Regions from separate parts of the Mus musculus genome. Here region 1 is linked to region 2. The links are chromatin contacts, called in public Hi-C maps. All regions are on one chromosome and are shown on one strand. The core of a region is the stretch at or near the end of the contact, and the rest is flanking DNA. Distances in the headings are between cores, read along the strand shown.

The links. A called contact is a pair of places that touch in the nucleus more often than the background predicts.
Region 1: a Hi-C map of embryonic stem cells shows a contact between it and region 2, with 3 times the contacts expected there. The contact joins two enhancer-like sites. A contact is called at or near these places in 1 of 15 datasets of contacts at CTCF or cohesin (the NIH/3T3 cell line), 1 of 484 Hi-C or Micro-C datasets (embryonic stem cells), 2 of 115 datasets of contacts at active chromatin or transcription factors (CD8 T cells and embryonic stem cells) and 1 of 9 other capture datasets (liver).

What each region holds. Positions count from the first base shown.
Region 1 is chr2:117,016,818-117,021,942 of GRCm38.p6, reverse strand. No RefSeq gene overlaps it. Among named protein-coding and RNA genes, the nearest start is that of Gm39912, 42 kb to the left of the region's middle. Within about 2 kb of position 3,377, at least 166 of the 459 cell types and tissues checked have an H3K27ac peak or open chromatin away from gene starts, as enhancers often do. A contact at or near this core is called in CD8 T cells, the NIH/3T3 cell line, embryonic stem cells and 1 more, where this site is marked.
Region 2 is chr2:116,940,744-116,946,281 of GRCm38.p6, reverse strand. No RefSeq gene overlaps it. Among named protein-coding and RNA genes, the nearest start is that of Gm46758, 27 kb to the right of the region's middle. Within about 2 kb of position 3,646, at least 97 of the 459 cell types and tissues checked have an H3K27ac peak or open chromatin away from gene starts, as enhancers often do. A contact at or near this core is called in CD8 T cells, the NIH/3T3 cell line, embryonic stem cells and 1 more, where this site is marked.

The DNA.
Region 1 (5,125 bases), core at 2,128-4,627, 76 kb before region 2:
TTTTCTGAATTACTCAGCCATACTAATGAGCAGCTCTAGGCCCTTGAGAACGACTGTAAAAATGGAACTCATCCATCTGGAGGGTAGAGTGTGCATATGTTACAGAAATCAATAGTACAGTGGTTCTCGACCTTCCTGATGCTGCGACCCTTTAATAAAGTTCCATCTGCTGTGGAACTTTTTTCTACTTCCAAGCCAATATCATTTTTAAATTTTTTCTTTCATATCATAAAATTATGTTGTTGCTACTTCATAGCTGTACTTTTTCTACTGCTATGAACTATAATAAAGCTATCTGTTATGCAGGATATCTGATATGCAGCCTTAAAGGGGTAACGACCCACTGTAGTAGTAGACTGTTTTTTTTTTTTCATGTCATTAAGAAAATGAGCAAAACCTTGTTCTTGGGCTGGAAGATGGTATGGTGATCATAGCACTTGTGACACAAGCATGAGAATCAGAATTCAGATCCTGTTGATCCTTCTAGGAGGAGGGGAGGAGGGATCATGAGGCTCAGGAGACAAACTAACTTTACATGTAAAACTTGCAAGATTTTGGAGGGCCCTTCTCTAGTGTTATAGAAGCAGTGAGTGACTGATACGGGAGGAGGTCCTGATGGGCAGAGCTGTAGTGAGGAGATTCTCTGACCTGGCCAGCCATCTGCCAGTTGTACAAAGAGTTCCAGGTATGCAACCTTTACAAGCCATCATCCATTTGGGGGGTGGATTTTTTGGTGATGCAGCTGTCTTTGGGTTGTTCCTGCTCCTATATCTTCTCAACCATTCCCTCATCCATAATTCTGTAAGTAATTCCTAGCACTAGTTCAAGAAGTTAGAGTTAGTTCTTTAGCCTGTCATGGGTTTCCTTTCTGGAGTGAATAGAAATGTGTGTATCATTATGTCTTCTCCCGAAAAGTCTTGCATACAGCAGATCCCCAGAACCCACATCCACGTTGGGCGAGCATGGTGATCTGCTTGTCATTCCAGTGTTTGAAAGGCTGAATCAGGGGATCCCTGGAGCATGTTGGCTAGTTTGGCTAGCATCATATAGACAAGCTCTAAGTTCAGTTGAGGCCCTATCTTAACGAGTAAGATGGAAAAGGATAGAAGTCTTATGATGTCAATCTGAGGCTTACATATGCATATGTGTACATGTACACATGCACCTGCACATATATGTGCACCCATGCACATGCAAACATGCATGCATACATTTATATGAGGAAAAAAACTTATTCTGTAATCCAGAATAGAAAAGGGATGAATAACTAAACAACAATAAAAAGATTAAGGAAGTTATGTCTAAATGTAAGAAGAATAATGATTAATGAAACTATATATTATATACATTTATATATATATCATTCTATCTATCTATCTATCTATCTATCTATCTATCTATCTATCTATCTATTTAACTGAAGAGAAGATATGCCTGTATGCCACAGTGTGCATGTGGAGGTCAGAACACAAGTTTCAGGCATGGTTTTTCTTTCTACCATGTGAGGATTGGGGGGAGGTGGGGAATCAAATCAAGGTACTTAGTGTTGTCCACAAGCTCCTATACACACTGATACCTCGTCAGCACTGAACATATCATCTTCGATTCGGGTCCTGTGTTACAAGCTTTTGAATGAATTTAGATTGCCTTTCCACGGCAGCAAGAGAGGGCATGAAGTGAACTTTCCAAGACACCAGGATTTTGAGAATGCTTTACTCTGGCTTATCCTCATAGTCAGCTGTTAGTTCAAGGTTGAAAGCTTTTTCTCTTCAATATTTACAGCATGACCTCAGACAGATTTTCCAGTTTTCCAGATACAAGCTAGGAAGTGTCTCATATGAAAACAATTTCCATTTGAAAAGAAAGAGGAGCAGAAGGAGAAAAGGCAGAAAAGAAAACAAAATCGTTTTCTTCTCCCAACCACCTGGAGTCCATTGATCCCACTCCTCAGCCTTCTTCAATGTGGTTCTTTCTAAATAGTCCATAGGCGGGAACACAGCAAAGGCAAGGACCGGACAGCTGTAGAGATTGTTGCATATGTTTGCAGAAGTACTTAAGGGTTTGCATTTTGCCATTGGGGGAGGGTGGGAGGTGGAGGGGTCTGGGGAGGGGAGGGTGAAGTAACCCCAAACATTTTTTTCAGCTGCCTAATGATGAGCATATATTAAAGGAGGCCTGGAGAGTGCAGCTGAGAATGGCCTAGTTACACTCTTAATCAAGCAACTGCAGTACTGGAATTACTGTAACCTTGGGCAGGTTGCTTAACTTTTCTGTACTTCCTTTAACATGGGCATGAGTGAGGGTCCAGGGGGAGGGGGCTAAACCTGTAGCTTCATAACATACATTTTGAGGAGGGCAGAGGCAAAAGTCAGGGCAGGAGAATTCATTACCAAATTCTCAGTTTTTTGGTTTTTGTTTTATACAGAATGGAGCAAACCTGGAATCGGAGCCAGGCAATTGAAAAAAAAAAAAAGATTCCAGATCTGCATGGTAACAATTTAGACTAACTTCCACTCCTGCTAAAAGCTGAGCTGCAGAGGAAGTTCTTCCCTTGGCCAGCTGCCGTCTTGCCTCCCCCACCCAGCAGACCTTCAGGCCGCTCCCTCCCCACATCTGTTTCCAAGCCTTGGAGCATAGGGTCACAGCATGTCGCAATAAGCCGTGTTAGCAGGCAGCATGAATCAGTAGTAAACCTTTGATTTTAATTCCTTGCTTCTTCAAGAGAGGAAGTGTGGTCTAGTGGTTAACCCACTAAAAAAAGCAGCTAAAAGGCAAAATTCTTGGTCCCCAGCATGGCTCTTCTATTCTTGTTGGGGTACCCAGCCATCAAAGATCCCTTTTGTCCCCCAGGGTTGCTTTATGATGTTAATCCCCGAACTGGCCTCACCAGAAGACTCACTTGGGAAACTGATTTTTTTTTTTAAGTCTCCATCCAAGACCTTCCAAGGAAAGGCCTAGAGTGCTCTAGTTTTAACAAGTACTAGGCATGCTTCTTTAGAATCAGTTTTGGCTCAGCTGATCCATCACACAAACTGGAAGGGTGTTTTCCAGAACAATAGGAAGAAGGCTGAGCAGAAAACAGCAAATCTACCTCGGATTTGCTTTGACCAGCTCAGGTGCAAACCACACTGGAAGAGAGGGAAAGGAGATAGGAATTCTGGTCGGCCCTCCCAGCTGAGCGCGCCTGGGTAGGTCAGAGGAACTGTTCTGGCTGCATTTTTCTCATTTTAAAAATAAAAGTGACTAGATCATCTCTTTCGGTTCTGTGAGTCAATGAATTATTTCTGTGAGTTCACAGAAATGCCAGGATGGACTCTGAACATCTCGTTTCCTGAAAATGACAGGGGTGCAGTCCCGGAGGTGTGGGCTGGCCTGTTTAGAGTTGTGGGAAGCCAGCGGAGACAGGCGGTAGCTAGGAGGTTTGGGGCCAGGGCTGCAGGGAGCGGGAGCGGTCTCCTCACCCTCCTCTCTGGAGGCTCTGCAGCTGGCCTGCTTATGCAAAGGCCTTGGCTCCTCTTTTCTTCTTAAAAGCTTTTCTGACTTGTACATTCCCCTGAGGAGCAGATTCATTGTTTTGCAGAGAATTTGTACTGTGTTTTCATGAAAGGAAGAAAGGAGTTGGAATGGAAGGGCTTGGGAGGATTAGCGAGTGGGCTAGGTTGCCAAAGAAATGAGTCTCTCCATGTGTGATAAATATGCACCCGCCATATTGCTGGCCTCAGATGTACCCAGCAAAATCCTTTGCCCCACTTCCACAAGCCCTAGACCGGTGCTCTTATTCATGGTCTGGACACCAGCTTTCTCATCTGTATTTGGAGCGTGTGGGACTCCTTCCATCCCAGAACAAGTGGGGGTGAGTTAGGAGAAGCAGGGATGAGTCATGGTTGTAGGGAAAGGATGTCTCAGGAAGCCGACACTGAGCAGGCTTCCTAGAAACATCCTGACAGGTCCCATAAAGCCCACGTTTGGTTCTAATTATAACATGCCCACATTTGAGCAGTTTTGCAGTTTTCCCATGGAAACTAACAAAGGCTTCTGAGGAAGAGGAGTTGACTCAGATGTGCGCTCTGTGTATAGGAGTGGGAGCCAGATGAACTTATTTTAAATGAGTGGTTGTCCCTGCACTTTTCCAAAGGAGGAGATAGATACCATACTGGCGTGTCTTTACCTCTTGACATATCTGTGAACGGGGTTAACCACATCATATGAAGGGTTAAAACCAGTTCCGAATCATTAAAAAGATAGTTTTTAAAGTCCAAGATGAAGAAGTGGAACAAATTCTGAGAACGTAGAATTCAGTTTTCCCCTCAAGTGGCGTCAAAAGGCAAGCTAAAAGAACAAAACGAAATATCAGAAATTGGCTTTAGAAGCAGTTTTGAAAAAGAGCCCTGTGAGCCCTGTGGGCATATCTGTGTGGCCCACCCCTTGTGGTACAGCCCCAATATGGCGGCTCTGCTTGCAGAAGACCCTAAAGCTCCCACGCATTGCTGAAAAAAAAAATCACACTGTAGTCAAGGGTGGTTCTAGTAGGCTGTGTTATTTTATTTTGTAATTGAAAATGTTGGAAGATTGGTATTGTCTAAGTGATGAAAGGTGGGGAAAATGAATTGAAAATAAAATTTTCATTATTTTACTCGATGATGAACCAGCACAGAATTAAAAGTTATCCTTAGTAACTGTTCCAGAACTAGCAGTCAGTCAGAACCTGGAAGGGTGGAGGGGTTATTATTTGTTCAGTGTGAAATACTGGAATAACTAGAGCCATCAGTGAGGGAAGAGGGACTCCCCAGACTTCCCTGGGGATGGAGCTGATAATAGCGTGTGACTTGGAGCCACTTGAGATTGTGTGTGTGTGTGTGTGTTTTCTTTTTAATTCTTTGTAAAAAAAAAAAAATCAGCATATGTGGCACTTAGCAAAGAAATGCTGGCTATCTATTTTACAAGATTATCATGTGATCCCAGGTTCTGGAAATCTTAGCAGCTAATGAAGTTTGGCTGGTGTGATGTTTAAGCCCCACCACAGGAAGTGGGGCTAGTCAGAAAACATGCTGGCTGTATTTTGAAAATTTCCAGAAGAATAAGAGATTATCTTGCTGTATAAATTGGATGACCTCATGTTTAGTAA
Region 2 (5,538 bases), core at 2,397-4,896:
AAAAAAAGTCAGAAGACAGCTGAAGAAACTGTCTCTGCAAAGTCTCCACCTCGGGATCCTGATGGACTTCTTTGTATTCGGTTGCAATTCTTTCTCAGCTGGTAAATGAACTGGGAAAGGAGCAGCTTCACCATTGGCTGGGGATCTCGTCCAGTCAGCTGAGGGCTTCCCAGGCACGCACGCAGAATAAGATTGGTTATGGTGGTGCTTACCTGCCATTTCAGCAGGCAGGGCATAAAGGCAGGCAGGAGGATCAGAAGTTCAAAGTCAGTGTCCAAGAGATGTCTGAGGAGGGGGATGGGGTAGTAGGGGTGGGATGGAAGGGGTGGTTAGGTGCTTGCCTAGAGCTAGCCTGATGGTATTAGTCTGATCCTCGGAACCCATAGTGGAAGGAGAGAAACAACTCCTAAAAGAAAGTTGTTCTCTGACCTCTAGATAGGGCATACACACACACACTCATACACATATATTATATTCATATACACATACACACGTACACACACAAACATACGCACACATATACACACATATACCATATATACATATACACACATATATATATACACACACATACATACACATATACATACACACATATACACATACTAAATATATATACTTAAAATTTTAAGTTTGTCTTCAGCTACACAGCAAGTTCAACATGGCTGAAGCCAGCCAACCAGGATACAAACTGTACTGGCTAGTCTTGTGTCAACTTGACACAAGCTGGAGTTATCACAGAGAAAGGAGCTTCAGTTGAGGAAATGCCTCCATGAGATCCAACTGTAAGGCATTTTTTCTCAATTAGTGATCAAGGGCCCCTTGTGGTTGGGACCATCTCTGGGCTGGTAGTCTTGGTTCTATAAGAGAGCAGGCTGAGCAAGCCAGGGGAAGCAAGCCAGTAAGGAACATCCCTCCATGGCCTCTGCATCAGCTCCTGCTTCCTGACCTGCTTGAGTTCCAGTCCTGACTTCCTTGGTGATGAACAGCAGTATGGAAATGTAAGCCGAATAAACCCTTTCCTCCCCATCTTGCTTCTTGGTCATATTTGTGCAGGAATAGAAACCCTGACTAAGACACAAACCAACCAAACAAAGACAACAAAAAATACCTCAGGTTGTCCTAGCATAGGGCTGGGGTCAGGAGCCAGAAACTCAGTGACCTCTGACCTCCCCATTTGGATGATGTGAGTGCTGATGGTTAAGTGAGGAATAAGTCACAGCTCTAAGACTATCATGAAAGGGCAGTTTGTGCTCCAGTTTTAGGAAACTATGAAAGGGGAACTACTAGCTAAACGAGTAGGCCTCAATTAGATGTTATTTGGTAAAAACATCGCTTACCTGGTTTACCCCGCAGGAAAAGCTGCACAAAAATGCCAAAGCTGTTTAATTATTTATTCTCTGTAACTCCTGGGGGCTCCTGACTTCACCCAGCCTTTTGACACTCAGCCATAGCCGTAAATACTAGTTAAGAAGAATCAGTTTATTATTAAAGGATATATGATTTTAATTATGTAAAGCTCATATTATTTGTATGTATGTATTTTAATGTATTTCACACACACACCTTGGGCCACAGTCTGCCCTTGGTTTCATTACTAACCACTTTTCTCCTTTTGAACTTCAGTGTTAATAGTTTCATTTACTCATTTTTTTTTCTTTTGTTCATTTATCCATTCAACACAGAGTTTTGAAACCAGTTACACTCCTGGGAAGCTTTGCCCAGAGCACGGGCAGTGACTAGGTCCACGGTGGTTGTGTCTTGCATTCTACTTGGAGAAACTGCACACAGGTTGGTCATAAGCAAGCTACTAAAGTACTAAAGGATGCTGGGTGGAATATAGTGCTGGGTGGGGTATGGTGGTACACACCTCTAATCTCAGAACTCTGGAGGAAGAGGCAGGCAGATCTCTGTGAGTTCAAGACCAGCTTGGTCTATAGAGTAAGTGTCAGAATAGCCAGGGCTACACAGTAACCTGTCCAAAAAGAAATAAAAAAAAAAAAAAGAAAGAAAAAAGAAAAGAAAAGAAAGAAAGAAACCTAATAAGGTGAAATAGTTCAAGGTAAGTGGATAGGATGTCACTGAGTGTGAAACTCATATGGGTGTCAAGAAAGGCCACTGTGCTAAGGAGATATTCTAACAGAGTATAGCAAGCATCCGTCAGGCTGGATTTGCTGGCTGCTTGGGAGGGTCTTTAAGATTCACTCCAAGATACACACACACACACACACACACACACCACAAAACCACAGAGAGAAACAGATATAAACATAGACTATGCACACACACCCCATGGAAGTAAAGGGGGGAATGTAGAGGGTATTTGATGCTTTATAATCTTAGGGTTTTCTATGTGTAAAGAAATATACAATTAAATACAAAACAAAATACTTAACAAAATAATAGGGAATTCAAAGCAAGCCACGAAAATGAAATAGAAGCAACGGCATACTTTTGCTAATTAAGTTTCCTCCGATTACTGCTTTTCTTCCCTTCATTAGTACAAGATAAAAATCACATTGATTGCTTCTTCACATCATCTGGTAATGTTATCTTGCATAAGAAGCATAAACATATAATTAGATATTTAATTTATCTGATTCTATCTTGCCCTTTTATTATTTATCAGACAGAACTACTTTAGCCAGTCCCGGTGTTGCAGGCCTGCAATCCCAGCACTTAGAAGCCAGGGGATGTATGATCACAATGTCCAGGCCTTAGCTACACAAGACCCTATCTTAGAAAGAGAAATGAAACTAGAAAAAAAATTCCTTCAATTTTCCAACCTCAAATGTTTATTTTGTGAGCATTTGAAGAACTGCGTTCAATCTGAGAAAACTCTTCTCAGATGTCGTCTTTTTCAGATAAAGGATTTGGTTTACAAGCCCCTTGTGTCTGCGCCTGCTTGTGAACCTACTACTGAAGATGCTGGTACAGGAAGAGCACTGTGATTCTGAGGGCAGCCTGGACTACGTCCTGAGATTTTGTCTCAAAAAAAGAGAAACAAAACAAACAGCCAAAAGTAATTCTGTAAAATTCCCACAGTGCCACTTTGGTTTCTATTTGTTTACAATCTGTTTCTGTCCTGTCAGCCACATAGTCCTGGTGTGATGAAGACGAATTCCTGTATTGTGACCTCTGTCCTTAAGCTTGAATGTCACAAAGTAAGCAGGCATGCAGGATTGTAGATAAATTCCCAGTATCCGGCTCTCCACCAGTGAAAGTGGTCCCCTGGAGCAGTGTTTCTCAACCTGTGGGTCACAGCTCTTTTAGGAGTTGAATGACTTTTCACAGGGGTCACCTAAGACCATCCTGGATATCAGATATTTACATTATAATTCATAACAGTAGCAAAATTACAGTTATGAAGTAGCAACAAAAGAAATTTTATGGTTGGGGGTCACCACAACATGAGGAACTGTATTAAAGGGCCACAGCATTAGGAAGGTTGAGAATCACTGCCTTGGAGGAACTGAGTCACAACGACTGACCCACACGAAGCATTTGTTTGACTTAAACGCCTTCGCTGGCCTCCAAAGTATATTGGCTCTAGCACTTCAGGGGAGGGCCTTGTGGAGAGTCTATTGTGAAGGACTAAGGATAGGCACAGGAAGCAGAGAGTGTGGGGAGGCTCAAGGGCTTGCTCCAAAGGGAAAGTCAAACACAGATGTAATGCATTCTGTGAGTTCCAGGAAAACTGACTGTGTGAGCCACGGAGGCTGCTGATGCATTTCCTGCTAAGTCATGCTCGCCCACTTCATGTGCATTTCCGTTCCTAATGATAGCCAATTCAGCAACTGTAGTGTGCCCTTCAGCTTTCAGTCCTGCTGGGAGTCTTTAGGGTTCAAATGTCACCAACAATACCTTCATTGCTGCGGTATGAATGCTCGCTGGGATGGTCAGGCAGTCATCCTTCACTAACAAGCCCAACATCCTTGACTCACACTTAGACTGAGAAGTTCCTGGAGGACCCTTCTTATCACTTAAAACGTTTTTGGGGGCAGGCACAGTAGCACACTTCAGCTTCCAGAATGAGGCAGGAGGAACTCAAGTTTGAAGCCACTCTGCTTCAATAGGTATGTACACAAATAAATAACTCTTCGGTGCCTGGCAATTTATCAACTTGTGTGTCCCATGAAGAACTGCTTGACTCATATCTTCAAGGCCTTTATTGCTTAATAACTTTGTCCCATATATTTGGGAGTTAACTTTGTGATATAGTGTCTTGAACCAGGCATTAGCAAACCTTTCCTGTAAAAAGGTCATGTGGTGCACAGTTCAGGTTTTGTGGGCCAGATGGATTCTGTCCGAACTACATAGCAAGACTGTGTTGTGGATGAAGTGGCCATGGACAACTATGTAAACAAATCAGCAGGCTGCGTTCCAATAGAATTGTATTTACATAAGCAGACCCTGGACCACATTTGGGCCACAAGTCATAGTTGTCTTCTAGTTCTCTGTCTCAAATCTCAAGTGTAGCATCCAAGAGTCTGGCATCTTCATAATAATGAGCCTGATGTATCCCCCTGTTTACCTCATGGCATCACTATAAGGGCCAAGGGAGATGTTAGTTGTGGAACTCTGTCATCACATTTTTTTTTATTGTATTTCTTTTTCCAATTTTTATTAGGTATTTACTTCATTTACATTTCAAATGCTATCCTGAAAGTCGGTCATCACATTTAAAGCAGTATATATTGGTAGATTTCTCTTTCTTTCTTATGAAATGACAATACATCTTACCTTTCCTTGTTCTCAAATTTCACATACAGGCAACCACAAGAGGGGATTATAACGACTTTTTCTATCGCATCTATGCTTTAGGGCCTCACATTAAATATTGGTTCCTATGGCGTCTGAAATCTAGTAGAACCTGTGATAGTAAGTTGTGTTGGTTTTTAGTTTGAAGAGAGGGAATAACCTATTACAGACTTGAAAGGTCCTCAGAAGACAGATGGGAAATGTCAGGGTATTTACTGATGTCTAGAGAACCTACATAGATGGAAACCTGTCTTTTACTGCAGGGGCATGGCTGGTGCTGGGTAAGGACCATGACGTAGTGGTTAGGATTGATGGACACAGTGTGCTAAGATGCTGAAGAGGCGTTTGTTCAGACACAGTCTTGCAGTATATCCTATCATATAATAGTTTCTACTGAAGAGTTGATTGGTCCTTCATGAAGTTGCTGATCTGCAAAGTCCTTTGTAACTTTTGGTTTTCTGGCCAAACTGCCTGAAATAGTAAAGCTACACCATGAACACATTAGATTAGTAAAGTCGTGTCCCACTCAGTAAGCTGTCCAGATAAAGAGAGCCGATCTTTGGCCTCGCACAGGTGCACACACATGTAAATATGTGAACCCCTTCTTCTGCTTTTGTATTCTGTGTGTCTCATTGCCCTGTTTCTCATCTCCATTTAGATTTCTTCCTCTCCCTTATGGTCCCCTTTCAAGTTTTATAACATGTGCATTATGCCCACACAGAGATGGACTTCCCCCTCATGTGTGTGTGTGTGTGTGTGTGTGTGTGTGTGTGTGTG